Regions from separate parts of the Hordeum vulgare genome. Here region 1 is linked to region 2. Evidence: chromatin contacts called from public Hi-C data. All regions are on one chromosome and are shown on one strand. Each heading gives the region's core, a stretch centred on a gene start, on an enhancer-like site or on the middle of the called end of the contact. The rest is flanking DNA. Distances are from core to core; before and after follow the strand shown. Region 1 holds the start of LOC123426705 (ubiquitin carboxyl-terminal hydrolase MINDY-3). Region 2 holds the start of LOC123426704 (exocyst complex component SEC5B-like).

Region 1 (6,827 bases), core at 3,567-6,066, 190 kb after region 2:
CATGACCATTATTTCCAGAGCCCGTTGCATGTTGTCCAATGCAGGTTTGCATAGCCGTTTTTTGGGCTGAGGCCGCTTCCACTACTTGTTATCTCATCAACCGTTCACCATCTATTGCTCTTAATAAGAAAACTCCAATTGAGGTATGGTCTGGTTCACGTGCTGATTATTCACAGATGAAAGTTTTTGGTTGCACTGCTTATGCTCATGTTGATAATGGAAAGTTGGAGCCTAGGGTTGTTAAGTGCATCTTTCTTGGTTATAAATCTGGTGTTGAAGGTTTTAAATTGTGGAATCCTGAAACACAGAAGATTGTTATTAGCAGAAATGTTATCTTTAATGAATATGCTATGTTACACGATGTTCCATCTACTGCCATGTTACATGATGTTCCATCTAATAATGTTCCTGTTGAGAGTGAACAATAGCCTACTGTCCAACAGCCTACTATTCAGGTGGATCATGTTATAGATTCAGGTGATACTTATGATAAGGAAAATGTTGATGCACACGACGATCCCGTCTTTGATGATGAACATGTCACTCCAAATCAGCCTATTGTTCCACCCGGTTGGAATCTCGCACGTGACAGAGTTAGGCGGGGTACTAATGCACGTGAGAGGTTAATTGAGGAATGCAATATTGTTTCTTTTGTTTTATCTGTTGCGGAAGAAATTGAAGGTAATGTTGAGCCTTCTTCATATTCTGAGGCTATTATTTCTAGTGATAGTAATAAGTGCATGACTGCTATGCATGATGAGATGAAATCACTTGAAAAGAATGTCACATGGGATTTAGTAAGATTACCTATAGAGAAGAAACCTATCCATTGCAAGTGGGTTTTCAAAATAAAGGAAGGTGTTTATCCTAATGATGAGACAAAATATAAAGCAAGGTTAGTTGCTAAATGTTATAGCCAAATTCCAGGTATTGACTATAACGAAGTCTTTGCTCCTGTTGTGAAGTATAGCTCTATTCGCACTTTACTTAGTATTGTTGCCATGAATGATTTTGAGCTTGAACAATTGGATGTTAAAACTGCATTCTTACATGGAGAATTAGTAGAGGATATTTATATGGAACAACCTGAAGGTTTTGTTATTCCTGGAAAAGAAAAGCTTGCGTGTAAGTTAAAGAATTCTCTTTATGGATTGAAGCAATCCCCTCAACAGTGGTACAAGAGAATTGACACCTTTATGCGCTCTTAAGGTTTCAATCGGTCTAATTATGATAGATGTGTTTATTTGAAAACTGTCAAGGGTTCAGCTATTTATTTGCTCCTTTATGTTGATGATATGTTAATTCCTGCAAAGAGCGTGTTAGAGATTGATGAACTAAAGAAGCAATTGAGTAATGAATTTGAGATGAAGGATTTGGGTGCACCAAAGAAAATACTTGGCATGAAAATATCCAGAGATAGACCGTCTGGGAAATTATATCTAAGTCAGAAGGGATATATTGATAAAGTTCTTCGTCGTTTTAGTATGCATAATACCAAGTCAGTAAGTACTCCGTTAGCTGCACACTTCAAATTATCATCAGCCTTATGTCCTAAGTCAGATTCCGATATTGAGTACATGTATAGAGTTCCCTATTCAAGTGCAGTTGGTTCACTTATGTATGCCATGGTTCGTTCTCGTCCTGATTTATCTTATGCACTCAGTGTTGTTAGTAGATACTCCCTCCTTTCCGGTTTACAGTGCTCATCTCAAAATTTTCAGATTTCCATTATATTAGGCTCATTTCGAGTCTAGTAGAGTTAAAGTGCTTTGAGTCCCACGTCATATTTAATTCATAGAGTTTGTAGAAAGGAGATGAGTGGCTATGCATGCATCGTTTTCTACATCCATCATGCAAGTCCAATGAGAAGGAGAATGCTACATTTATTGCCTTGGAAATTGAATATGTGAGAAATATTTCATTGGCTAGTTAAAGCTAGTGTCATCCACTTACAATTCACCTTGGTTGATGAGATTTCAGATTTGAGCCCTATAAACCGGAAAGGATGGAGTACATGGATAATCCTGGAAAAGAGCATTGGAAAGCAATCAGTGGATTTTCAGATACCTGCGAGGTACTTCTAATGTTTATTTACAGTTTGAGAAACTGGAGATGGACTTGTTGGTTTTGTTGATTTTGATTTTGCTGGTGATTTGGACAAGAGAAGATCACTCACATGTTATGTTTTCACCATTGGTGGTTGTGTTGTGAGTTGGAGAGCAACTTTGCAGTCTATTATGGCTTGTTCCACTACTAATGCCGAGTATATGGCTATTTCTGAGGCATGCAAAGAAGCTATCTGGTTGAGAGGTTTGTACGCCGAGCTTTGTGGAGATTCATCTTGCCCTACCATATTTTTGGACAGTCAAAGTGTTATATATCTTACAAAGAATCCAATGTATCATGAGAGAACAAAGCACATTGATGTCAGATTTTACTATGTTCGAGATGTTGTTGCTAAAGGTGATTTGAAGGTATGCAAGATAAGTACTCATGATAATCGAGCTGATATGATGACAAAGCCAGTTCCTACCAATAAGTTTGAGCTTTGCTCGGGCTTAGTTGGTATTTCTCACTAGTCCTTTGGACTTTTGACGCACAAGGTGTTTATGCTGATTTGGATGGAGTTATTCACTTTCTTCGACTACTCGAGGGAATTTGGCTCAAGGTGGAGATTGTTAAATTGTGATGGACTAGACGTAGTACAAACGGTGTGGACCATTGTGTTGGTACCGACGCGTACGAGTACAACTTGTTTACTTGTCCTCCAAGGACTCTCATGCATTGCCTCTCATATATACTCCATGTAGTCGCATCTAAAGATGGTTTGTCGTCTCGTGCTTGTAATACTCCATCCTTATAGTGATTACGCCTTCGTGCGTTCGTGGTTTTCTTCCACAAGGGTTTTCACGTAAAAAATCTTGTCTCTCGTGTCTCATTTATCTCGTTTTATCTAGGGTTTTTCACTGTTCTGACCTTAATCTGAAACTATAGCACAAAATGAACTTTGTACGAAACTATTTCACGATCTGACCCTTTTAGAAACGCCATAACCCGTGACATTGTTGCTGCACGTAAAAACGCCAGTCTACCGGGGCGTTTCTGCTCCATATTCACACGCCGAAGTAGCTCGCGTTGCAGTCCACACACAAAACGCCAACTGTTATGGCGTTGCTACCCACGGAGCAAACACCCATGGGGTATGGCGTTTTCGTGCTGGACACTGGAGGCCAGACACAACAGTCTACAATACGCAAGCTCCCGTTGGATGCTTATGTTCTTGATTGTACAGTGGCAAGAACATCAGTCGTTATCATACTTTGATCTTCAGTATTATCATACCGGCTATGTTTTATCATACTTTGATCTTCAGTATTGGTTCCATCAGTCGTTATGCTTGTCCACCAAAGCATTGAGGAAGATGTGTTTGAGCCACTGGTGTCGCGTGTTAATGAAATTAGACGCCGCTTCTTTGGGATAGTGAGCTCATTTGAAAATGACGGAAGGGCTCCAACGATGCATGAACTTCGAGAAAAGATCAGATGGGAAGTGCAACATCTTAAAGAATTATTTGAGGGGATCAAGGAAGACAAGGAGGAGGGGTCTATGAGAGCATTACGTCTGTTAGCATGGCAGTCTCTAAGTGGCAAAGAAGATTGGGAATAGTATACCGGAATGCATCTAGAGCTCCTGCACTTTTTGAGGGAATGAAATGGGCAGTTGAGCATCATGAGGGGTGTGTTGAGGATGCTACCACATCAGAAGCCAATACTGAGACCATGTCTTTTGATGAATATGAGTTTTTTGAAACACTTCGATACCTTAAGACTACAGAAGGTGGTTAAGAAGCTCATTTCCTCGATGATATAAAGAGTGGGATGCACTGCATCAACGATGTTCTTGCCACTGTATAATCAAGAACAGAAGCAGCCAACGGGAGCTTGCGTATTGTAGACCGGTGTGTCTGGGCTCCAGTGTCCAGCACGAAAACGCCATGCCCCATGACGTTTGCTCCGTGGGTAGCAACGCCAGAACAGCTGGCGTTTTGTGTGTGGACTGCAACACGAGCTACTTCGGCGTGTGAATATGGAGCAGAAACGCCCCGATAGACTGGCGTTTTTACATGCAACAGCAACGCCACAAGTTAGGCGTTTTTAAATGGGTCAGATCGTGAAATAGTTTCGTACAAACTTTATTTTGTACTCCTTTCCGGTTTATAGGGCTCATCTCAAAAAATTTAGATTTCCATTATATTAGGCTCATTTTGAACCTAAGTGAGTTAAAGTGCTTTGAGTCTCACGCCGTATTTAATTCATAGAGTTTAGAGAAAGAAGATGAGTGGCTATACATGCATAATTTTCTACATCCACCATGCAAGTCCAATAAAAGAAATGATGCTACATTTATTACCTTGAAAATTACATATGTGAGAAATATTTCATTGGCTAGTTTAAACTAGTGTCATCCACTCACAATTCACCTTGGTCGATGAGATTTCAGATTTGAGCCCTATAAATCGGAAAGGAGGAAGTACTATAGTTTCAGATTAAGGTCAAAACAGTGAAAAACTCTTTTATCTAACAATTTTGACGAAAATTCTCCCACGAAAGGGCTGAAAATGCATTCAACTTGAGCGAAGACCGATGATGAAGGCGGATCTCATGCCGCACGGTCCAAACTCCAAAGCAGGGGAAGCCAAAGCTCCCGTACCGTCCAACCAGTCACCAGGAATCATCTGCCACCAGTCTATGACAGCTGGGCCACGACCTACCTCGGACCCACAAGTCATCGGCTGTTCGTCCAAACCACAAGCCCGAACCGCAGGCGGGCAGCGCACCGAACAGTCACCGGGAGAACACTTCCGTTTCTGACACCCCCCCCCCCGTCGCATCGCCGTCGCGACGGCGCTCCTACAAATACACCGACCATGTCGGCCTCCTGACCCGCCGCCATCCCGGATCCCGATGCCCCAGGCCCGAATTCCAACAACCACCGCCCCCGCTTCACTTCGTCCCTAGCTCGAGGCCTACCACCGGGGGCGCAGGGCCAAACCCTGCCCTAGGGTTTGGGTTTGGAGCCGGATCGATCCGGTCAGGGTTCGGCGGAGCGGCTTCAATGGGGGATCGAGACGAGGAGGAGGAGCTCCAGATGGCGCTCCGTATGAGCCTCCACGGCTCGCCGCCGGCGCAGCCCGAGCCCAAGCGCAGCAAGCCCCCATCGCCCGCCGGGGAGTCGCCTGAGGCGGAGGCGCGCCGCAAGCAGCGCGAGCTCATGGCCGCCGCCGCCGAGAAGCGCCTACGCGCCGTTGCCCCGCCCGCCGCCATCGTCGTGGCGCCGCCGCCGCCGTCGCAGCCGGCGGCCGTGGTGGCGGAGCAAAGTTCCGCCCCGGAGGGCGCCAAGGAGGACGTGAAGGTGGAGTCGGAGTCAACCGCGGTGCCTATGGAGGATGTGAAGGAGGCGGAAGTGGAGGTGGAGGTAGATGCGGGAGAGGAGGAGAAAGGGGAGGAGTTGCATCCGGAGCTTGCTGAGAAACTTTGGGTCATGGTGTTTGGGGGCGGGGTTTCAAAGGCAGTGCTGGCGCAGTGGAGCAATCAGGGTATCAGGTGAGCTTTTCTTTGGTACACCAGCCTTATTAATATGTGTATGTATGGGTGAAAAACAGAGGGGATACTTTGGTTTCTGGAGCACTTATCTGTTCACCGAAACAGATATCTGCATTAACGTCTGATCCCCGAATAGGATATGGGATATGATATAGGATGAGTGATATCCGGTCTTGTAATGGAACTATTCGGATAATATAATCTACGATATTTGGGACAAGCTAACTTGCTTAGCATATAGATCTTAGCCCACCGATCATATCCCGCCTTTTTGAGGCCCTGCCCCATAGCTTGTACTCCCTCCGTTCCATAATATAAGTCTTTTTAGAGATTTCACTAGAGGACAACATACGGATGTATATAGACATACTTTAGAATGTAGATTCATTCATTTTGCTCCGTATGTAGTCCCTTAGTGAAATCGCTTAAAAGACTTATATTTAGGAACGGAGGGAGTATGACTATTGACCATGCTCATGCTGTACTTCTACATATTTTTCTTGGAAAGGCGCCTTTGGTAGGTTAATTTCACATTGCTTGTGTGACTATTGACCATGCTCATGCTGTACTTCTACATATTTTTCTTGGAAAGGCGCCTTTGGTAGGTTAATTTCACATTGTCTTGCATGGTACATGTCATCCAGTGTCATTGTACAACAAGTGGAAATCATATATTTACGAGTAAATTTGCCTTGGTGAATTATTGGTGTAGTTGCATTTTGGAGATTATATGGTTGATTGATCTTTATATTGCAATATATTCCATACGGTTCTTGTTTGATTAATATTCGTGACTGCCTGACCGGTAATATTTGCATTTCACTGATATCGGGCAATACACATGTCCAACTCCGACTCCCACGGAAAAATGTGGTTTAGGGTACAAAATGAGCGACATCTTTCCATATCCGCTCTGATTTCACATCCCATATCTGTAAGATAATGGACTTTGGTGACTTCGTTGCTTTAATTGTCTAAGTAGGTTATGTTAAGTTTCTGTTCTGATGGGCAACCTAGAAATTAGCGTTAGACATGTGTTTATGAGATTAGGGTTTAGTGTCCCACTGTCCCTGAATACTCGTGGATTGGGTGTCCAATTCATGGCTCAGTGTTCCGTGAAGACAGACTGATGTGGAAATATATTATCTATTTTAGTTCTTTCTGCGAGCGTATGATAGTCATGATTCAAAATGATCTACATGGTTATGTGTATCTTTGAGAAAC
Region 2 (7,249 bases), core at 1,153-3,652:
CCATGTAGCTGCTGACTCTCAGATGCTCTGGCGCCTTGTGCTCCCACCGCTTCTATCTGGCTCCCTGACGCGTGCCTACCAGAATTTGTCCCACAGTCGCCCCTCCTCCGCCTCGAGCTCGGCGCTAAGGGAGCCGCTGCCATAGTCATCTCAAGCTCCTCCCCAAGAACTCATCAGGGATGCCACCGGCGAGCCAGTTCTTGGACAGGTCCAAGGCGTACAGCTCGGTACGTACAGTCGCCAGCTGGGGCCTGCCGGAGATGAGGCTGTTACTGCTTTGCCCTGTTTGCAGACGATGGCAATGGCGGCTGAAAGCCCATGGATGGGTTGCTGCTGCATGCGCTGTTCCTGCTGCTGTGCATCAGAGGGCCCATGGAGCACACAGAGGCATGCGGCCCCACCAGCGTAGCAGCAAGTTAAATTCTCTTGCGGCTTCATCAATGGTGATGCCAGTCTATCTTGCAGACTGAGACTTTTTCGTACCACACAGTCTTGGTTACTGAAAACAACTCATGAATTGACATGGCTAAGAAGCGTACAGCGATATGTAGATTGGTCTGGGATACGGTTTTAGGTTTGTATAAAATGCTAGTTGCAACAGTTGTACAATTTGGCATTTCTTGTGTACATCGGGCTGCATTTTTATGCGATCTCATGCAGTTATGCTGAAGCATTCAGTGCTTCACGACACAGTGCTGGGTTACTTGATAATATTAATACCCATGTTAATTCTTGGAAAGACGTACTTTTTGCAGATAAGAACTATAAATTTTGGAGTACATGATTGTATGAACAAATGGGAGAAAAACAGAAAAGAGGGAGACAATTGTATACCCTCCATAACTACCAAGATATTTTGTTTGGGTGACTAGGATTCTGCAGATCTTTCACATCTATATGAGTGGATAACTTCTTTTTTACAGATTTTGACAATATATTCTCCTGTCCTATTGTTTGCTAAAGATGCAAAGAGCTATATGTGAGAGGTAATCTCACCATTCCTATGCAAGGGGTGAGCTGAACCAAATCCATTCCCTTCCATCTCTCCAACCAAACACTAAAATGGAACCGTTCCATTTAACCTAATTGCTCAGAAGCAAACAAAGGAACGGAACCCACCCATTCCAGTGGAATGGAACCGTGACATTCCATTCCACTTAGTTCCCCAACCAAACACGCCCTAAGCTGAGTCCAGTGGATCATTTTAACATGACCATTCTACTGAGTAGGACTGCAGACACTTATGAATAATATATGTGATGTACAGGAATTATGTGAATTTGCAGCTAGAAGAAACCCAAATGGAAGTTGTTAGTCTTGTTCAGCAACATACAGAGGAAACACTTAGCACCAACAGATGGCAATCGTAACCACACCAGTACAGTTGCTGTAATGAACCTAGCATTGCCATTGCTTATGACACATTAGCAAAGTTGTATAAACACTGGCTATGATTATGTCAATCTCCATGTTCAGCGTCCAAATCTCATGAAGATACAATTAGGCTAAGTGGAAATGTGGAATGCAACTCACATGATTAAACTACACCCTCGCCAAAAATGCCCCTGCCCAAACAAGCAAGCTTACTCTGCAGTGTCACAAAACTAACACACGCAATTGAGGGCACACGCTATATAATCTAAATGGAGCTAAAATGATGCGCATGTTCAAAGCGAAATAGCAGTACAAGCTTGACGCCAGTGGCCAAAATCTAGCAATCAAACCACGACCCGACACTGTTAAAATCAAGAAAATCTACCCTCTGGCTCATTTCCCTGGAAACCCTCGAGAGAAGCAGAATTGACCGGGTGATCAAAGCGTACGATCACCACAGAAGGCAACCCCGGGATCGGGATCTCTGCAATCCGTACCTCAGCCTCGTCGACACGCTTCCAGCTCCTGGGCTCGGCGTCGTCGAGATCAGCATCGTCCCGCGACGCGGCCCTCCGAGCACCGGCGCGGCCGCCCCCGCGGGGCGGCGGGGCCCCGCGCTCGCGGGCGGGGGCGCCGTCCTCGTCGCCGGAGGAAATGGAGAGCATCTCGACATCGGAGTCGTCGTCCTCGTCGCCCTCGCGGCTGGGCTGGCGCCCCTTGGCGCCCCCGCGGGCGTTGCCGCCACGGGAGGAGGGCGCGGGCGGGCGGACGAGGTTGACGACGGGCTTGTTCGCGCCGGCCGGGCGCTGGTGGCTGAGGTCCCGGGCGGCCTGCTCCTGTAGCGCCATCTGGAGGAGCTCGTCCTCGTCGACATCGCTGTCGCTCATGGCCGGAGGTGTCGGGTCGGGGCCTGGATCTGGAGGAGAGGGGGAAGGGCAGTGAGAGGGAGAAATTTCGACGCCTGGTGGTGGTGGGAGATGTGCACTGCGCGCACGGAAAGACGGGACGGAGTTTGCTGGACCCAACGGCGGTTCAAAGGCGGAAGTGCGGAATGGTTCGTCTCGCTCGTCCGTGCTTGGATTGGATGCGGACACGAATGGAACCGGTTCCGGTGGCCGTGGCGTACCGGCCAGAAGCTGAGAAGGATACGGTAGCGGTACACGCAGGCTGAGCACGAGCGAGTACGAATTCACATAGGGCGTGTTTGGTTGGGTGGGTTGCACCATGGCATCCCGGATGCAACTTTCAGCTTGTTTGGTAAACTGTGTGGCTATCTCGGCCTGGTCCAGCTGATGCAGAAAGTAGCCTCTCAGCCAGGCTGAGAGATACGCACGTTTCGAGCGTAGCTCGCGTGCAGGCTCGCTCGCTCCCACGCGCCGCCGCTGCCTTCCTCTCCCACGCGCCGCTGCCGTTGCCCTCCGTTCCCACGCGCCGCCGCCCTCTCCCACGCGTCGCCGCTGCCCTCCTCTCCCAGGCGCCGCCGCCGCCGCCCTCTCCCACGCGTCGTCGTTGCCCTCCTCTCCCAGGCGGCGCCGCTGCCCTCCTCTCCCAGGCGCCGTTGCCCTCCTCTCCCAGGCGCCGCCGCTGTCCTCCTCTGCCAGGCGCCGCCGCCGTCCTCCTCTCCCAGGCGCCGCCGTCGTCCTCTCCCAGGCGCCGCCGCTGCCCTCCTCTTCCAGGCGCCGCTGTCGTCCTGCCGTGGTCAAGTCGCTGCGCGCCGGATCCTACCGCCCCGCCCTGCCGATCTCCATTCCCCATCTCGTGCAGCCATCTCATGCATGTTCACCAAACACTCATCTCTTCTCATCTTTGAATCAAGTCAACCTGGCCATGCTCATCCTGGATCCCTCATGCGATGCAGCCAGAAGCTACCCAGGGAACCAAACACGCCCATAGAGTACATGATGTCGATGCACCATAAGCGAGTGCTCCTCCGACCAAGCTCTGCTATGAGGTGCTCTCAACCCTGGTCGGAGGTAGGCATCCAACTCAGGATCGATAATTCGATATCCCTTGGGATCCGGATGGATGATCATATGCAGCATGAGGCCTGGCTACGTGGCTATAAAGAAAGCACTGCATAAAAGGTAATCCACAAGTCTGTTGGTGTCTTTTTTTTTAAATATGATCAAGAGGTAATAATAAATTGTTTTTATCATATTTTCTTGTTCATAATAAGTTCTTATTATTCATACTAAAATTTTATTGACCGAAAACTTAAATACATATGCGGATACATAAACAACATTGTGTCTCTAGTGAGTCTCTACTAGACTTGCTCGTTGATCAAAGATGTTTAAGGTGTTCTAACCATAGACATGAGTTGTCATTTGATAATGGGATCACATCATTAGAAGGATGATGTGATGGACAAGACCCATCCGTAAACTTAGCATGTGGTCGTGTCACTAAAGTTCAATTGCTATGGCTTTCTTCATGTCAAGTATCTGTTCCTTAAACCATGAAATCATGCAACTCCCTAACACCCGAAGAATACCTAATATGTATCCAAACATCACTTCATAACTGGGTGATCGTAAAGGTGCTCTGCAGGTATTTTTGTGCGAGAGAAATGTCTCTCAGCCTCTCGCTAATACAACATCACAAGAAGCATGCATTGAGAGCAGCATTGAGAGTCGTCGTCGCCCGCATGACCTCACCACCGCTACCTCCTCCTCTCCCGGAGCCAGATTAGCATAGCTGTCATTAGACTCTTCTTTGGAGATTTTTGTGCTGCTCCCCCAGCAAGACTTCATGTTTTGGGTTGTACTATGGCCCTGGTTATTTGCAGTCTGGCATGTGGGGGTGTGCGTTGAACCTTATGGTGTCTTGTATGCTTTGGTCGAGGCTTTATAATATAAAGCGGGAGAAAATCCTATTTCGTCTCGAAGAGACTTGCCGGTAACGAGATTGAACTAGGTATGGAGATACCAATGATCGAATCTCAGGCAAGTAACATATCGTCGGACAAAGGGAATTCCATACGAGGTTGATTGAATCATTGACATCATGGTTCAACTGTTAAAGATCTTCGTGGAATATGTAGGAACCCATATGGGCATCCAGGTCCCGTCATTGGCTCTTGACCGGATAGGAGTCTCGGTCATGTCCACATGATTCTCGAACCCGTAAGGTCACACGTTTAACGTTCGATGAATATGATCCAAGAATAGCACATGTGAACGAATGAAAACTTAGGATCAACATTAGCTAACCGATAATTGTTGACGAAGATAGGTGGGATGTGTAGCATCCCCAATCTTAGATGCTTCATACTTCTTGTAGTATTTACTTGGGGAGCCTTGGGCATCCCCAAGCTTGAGCTTGTATATCCCGTTCAATCCTCTCATGCCCCGGTTTCACCTAAGTCTCAAAAGCTTCATCCACACAAAACTTGAAAAGAACTCGTGAGTTAGGTTAGTACACATAAGAATAAATCTACACTTCATGTACTGTCAAGAAAAGATGCATAATGATTTCAAAACATTAGGTACTGTATACTATCATTTTCACAATTTATATCTACCAATATAAGCCATGAAAACTCTAGGATAAGTAGATAATAAAACTATGACATGAGTCTGTCTAAACAGAACAGTATGTAGTAATCAATTTAAGATGTGTATTTCTGTACCTCCAATTTCTTTTGACAATTTATGACAAACTAAAGAATTTGTATGATAGTTATGTGTAAAAAAATCATAAAGTTCCCACATTCAAGTAAAACTCATAATTCAAATACTAGAGCAAAAGTTTCTGTTTTTTTACAGCACTCCTCACACATGCAATTGAAGCATTCTAAAGGTAATTCTTGGAATATTTTATTTAAAAACATGAGTATGAATAACATATAATAGAGAATAACAAAAAAATGACGCTCCAAGCAAAACACATATCATATGACGAATAAAAATATAGCTCCAAGTAAGGTATAGCGGTAGTATTGAAGACGGAAGAGGGGATGTCTTCCGGGGCATTCCAAAGCTTAGATGCTTGAGCCTTCCTTGTATATTACCTTGGGGATGCCTCGGGAATCCTCAAGCTTAGGGTCTTGATGCTCCTTACTCTCCTCATATTAGTATCTCACCCAAAACTTGAAAACTTCAATCAAACAAAACTTAAAAAAAACTCGTGATATCCGTTAGTATAATATGTAAATCATAAACTTTAGGTACTGTTATAAATTGATTCGTATTTAATTATTGTCTAATGTATTGTATTCTAACTTCTCCATGGCTTATTACCCCCCCCCCCGCGTGGATATAATCCATAACATCATCAAAACAAGCAAACTATGTAAGCAAAAAAAACAGAATCTATCTAAAACAGAATAGTCTGTAATGATCAACACAAATACCATACTTATGTAACTCCAAAAATTCTCAAAAATTAGGACAACCTGGGGCATTTGGATACCAATACTGTGTAAAAATAGATTGAAAAGGTGTCCCCATAAAATCAGACAAATTATGCACTTGACGCAAAAGTTTTTTTTGCACCAAATCCAAATCATCCCAAAGGTTTTACTTGGCACATTATTGAAGAAAAAAAACACAAAACATGATTAATACAATAGCTTAATAATGTTGACACACCAAAACACAAAGGATATGTGTTGGGTTGTCTTCTAACAAGCGCTTTTCTGTAAAACCTTTTAGCTTGTTATGATAATTTTAATGATGCTCACATAAAAATAATGGATGAAACATGCAAAAGAACATCATGAATATTATGAAAATAACATTTTGTTATGGTATAATGGTATATACAAGGGGATAATTATTTTTATGAGAAACTTCCATGAAAAATTCTACATTGTTTCCGTGAGCATGAACACAAGTGTTTAAGGTTGACCCTCATTTCTTCAATGCATAACTTTTCAACCGCTTCTCTTTTAAGAGGCAAGTAAATTTTTTGTGTTTTTAATTTTTCCTTTTTTTGTTTGTTTCACCCACAAATAAAGAAAGAAAACAAAAAAAAGAAAAAAAATCTTCTTAGTGATAAAAGCAAGCAAGAATACACAAAATTATTAACCCCACGCTATTGCTCACCTGCAACGGCGCAAGAAAAGAGCTTGATAATCCCCAAGTACAAGGAATCATCGCATCACTTTCCAAAGATGGAAATAATAAGTATGGAGGGTCGAACCCACAAGGAGCTTAGGTAAGATCAATCTCCCAAGTTCTATCAGCCACCGATACGACTCTACATACACCGACCGTTTGCTTCTATCTAGTAACGAGAACTAAAACTGTGTTGTGGGTTTAAAGAGGATAGCTTTGCATGATATTGGAGAACAAAATATGAAAATAGTCGCTGCCTATTCTTGCAATTTTATATGAGGGAGAGGCATGAGCTAACATACTTTCCGTACTTGGGTCATATGAACTTATAATTGGACCTATAGCAAGCAACCGCAACTACTAGAAATCATTAAGGTAAACCCAACCATAGCATTAAACATCAAGTCCCCTTTACTCCCATACGCAACAATCCTCTTACTCGGGTGTAAGCTTCTATCGCTCTAGCCACCCACTATAAGGGAATCATGAACGCATTGCAACACCCTATAGTGAGAATTGAAAGGACATGGATGTCGCCTAGAGGGGGGTGAATAGGCGCTTTAAAATAATTACGGTTCAGGCTTGAACTAATGCAAAATAAAACTAACGTTTAATTTTTCAAGCACAAAACCTAAAACAACTAGGCTCACCTATGTGCACCAACAACTTATGCTAAGCAAGATAAACAACTAGGTGATATCAAGATATATGACAATAAACAATATGGCTATCACAAAGTAAAGTGCATAAGTAAAAGGTTCGGGTAAGAGATAACCAAGGCACGTTGAGACGATGATGTATCCCGAAGTTCACAC

The links. Hi-C and Micro-C count contacts between places; a contact is called where the count stands out from the background.
Region 1: a Hi-C map of leaf shows a contact between it and region 2, with 6 times the contacts expected there. The contact joins the promoter of LOC123426705 here to the promoter of LOC123426704 in region 2. A contact is called at or near these places in 4 of 6 Hi-C or Micro-C datasets (leaf and seedling) and 1 of 1 datasets of contacts at active chromatin or transcription factors (embryo).

The regions. Positions count from the first base shown.
Region 1 is chr2H:472,767,878-472,774,704 of MorexV3_pseudomolecules_assembly, forward strand. It overlaps LOC123426705 (ubiquitin carboxyl-terminal hydrolase MINDY-3), which reads left to right and starts at 4,817. Exons shown (of 7, transcript XM_045110577.1): 1 at 4,817-5,603. The coding sequence starts at 5,116.
Region 2 is chr2H:472,581,864-472,589,112 of MorexV3_pseudomolecules_assembly, forward strand. LOC123426704 (exocyst complex component SEC5B-like) reads right to left here and starts at 2,403. Exons shown (of 21, transcript XM_045110576.1): 1 at 1,872-2,403. The coding sequence starts at 2,261.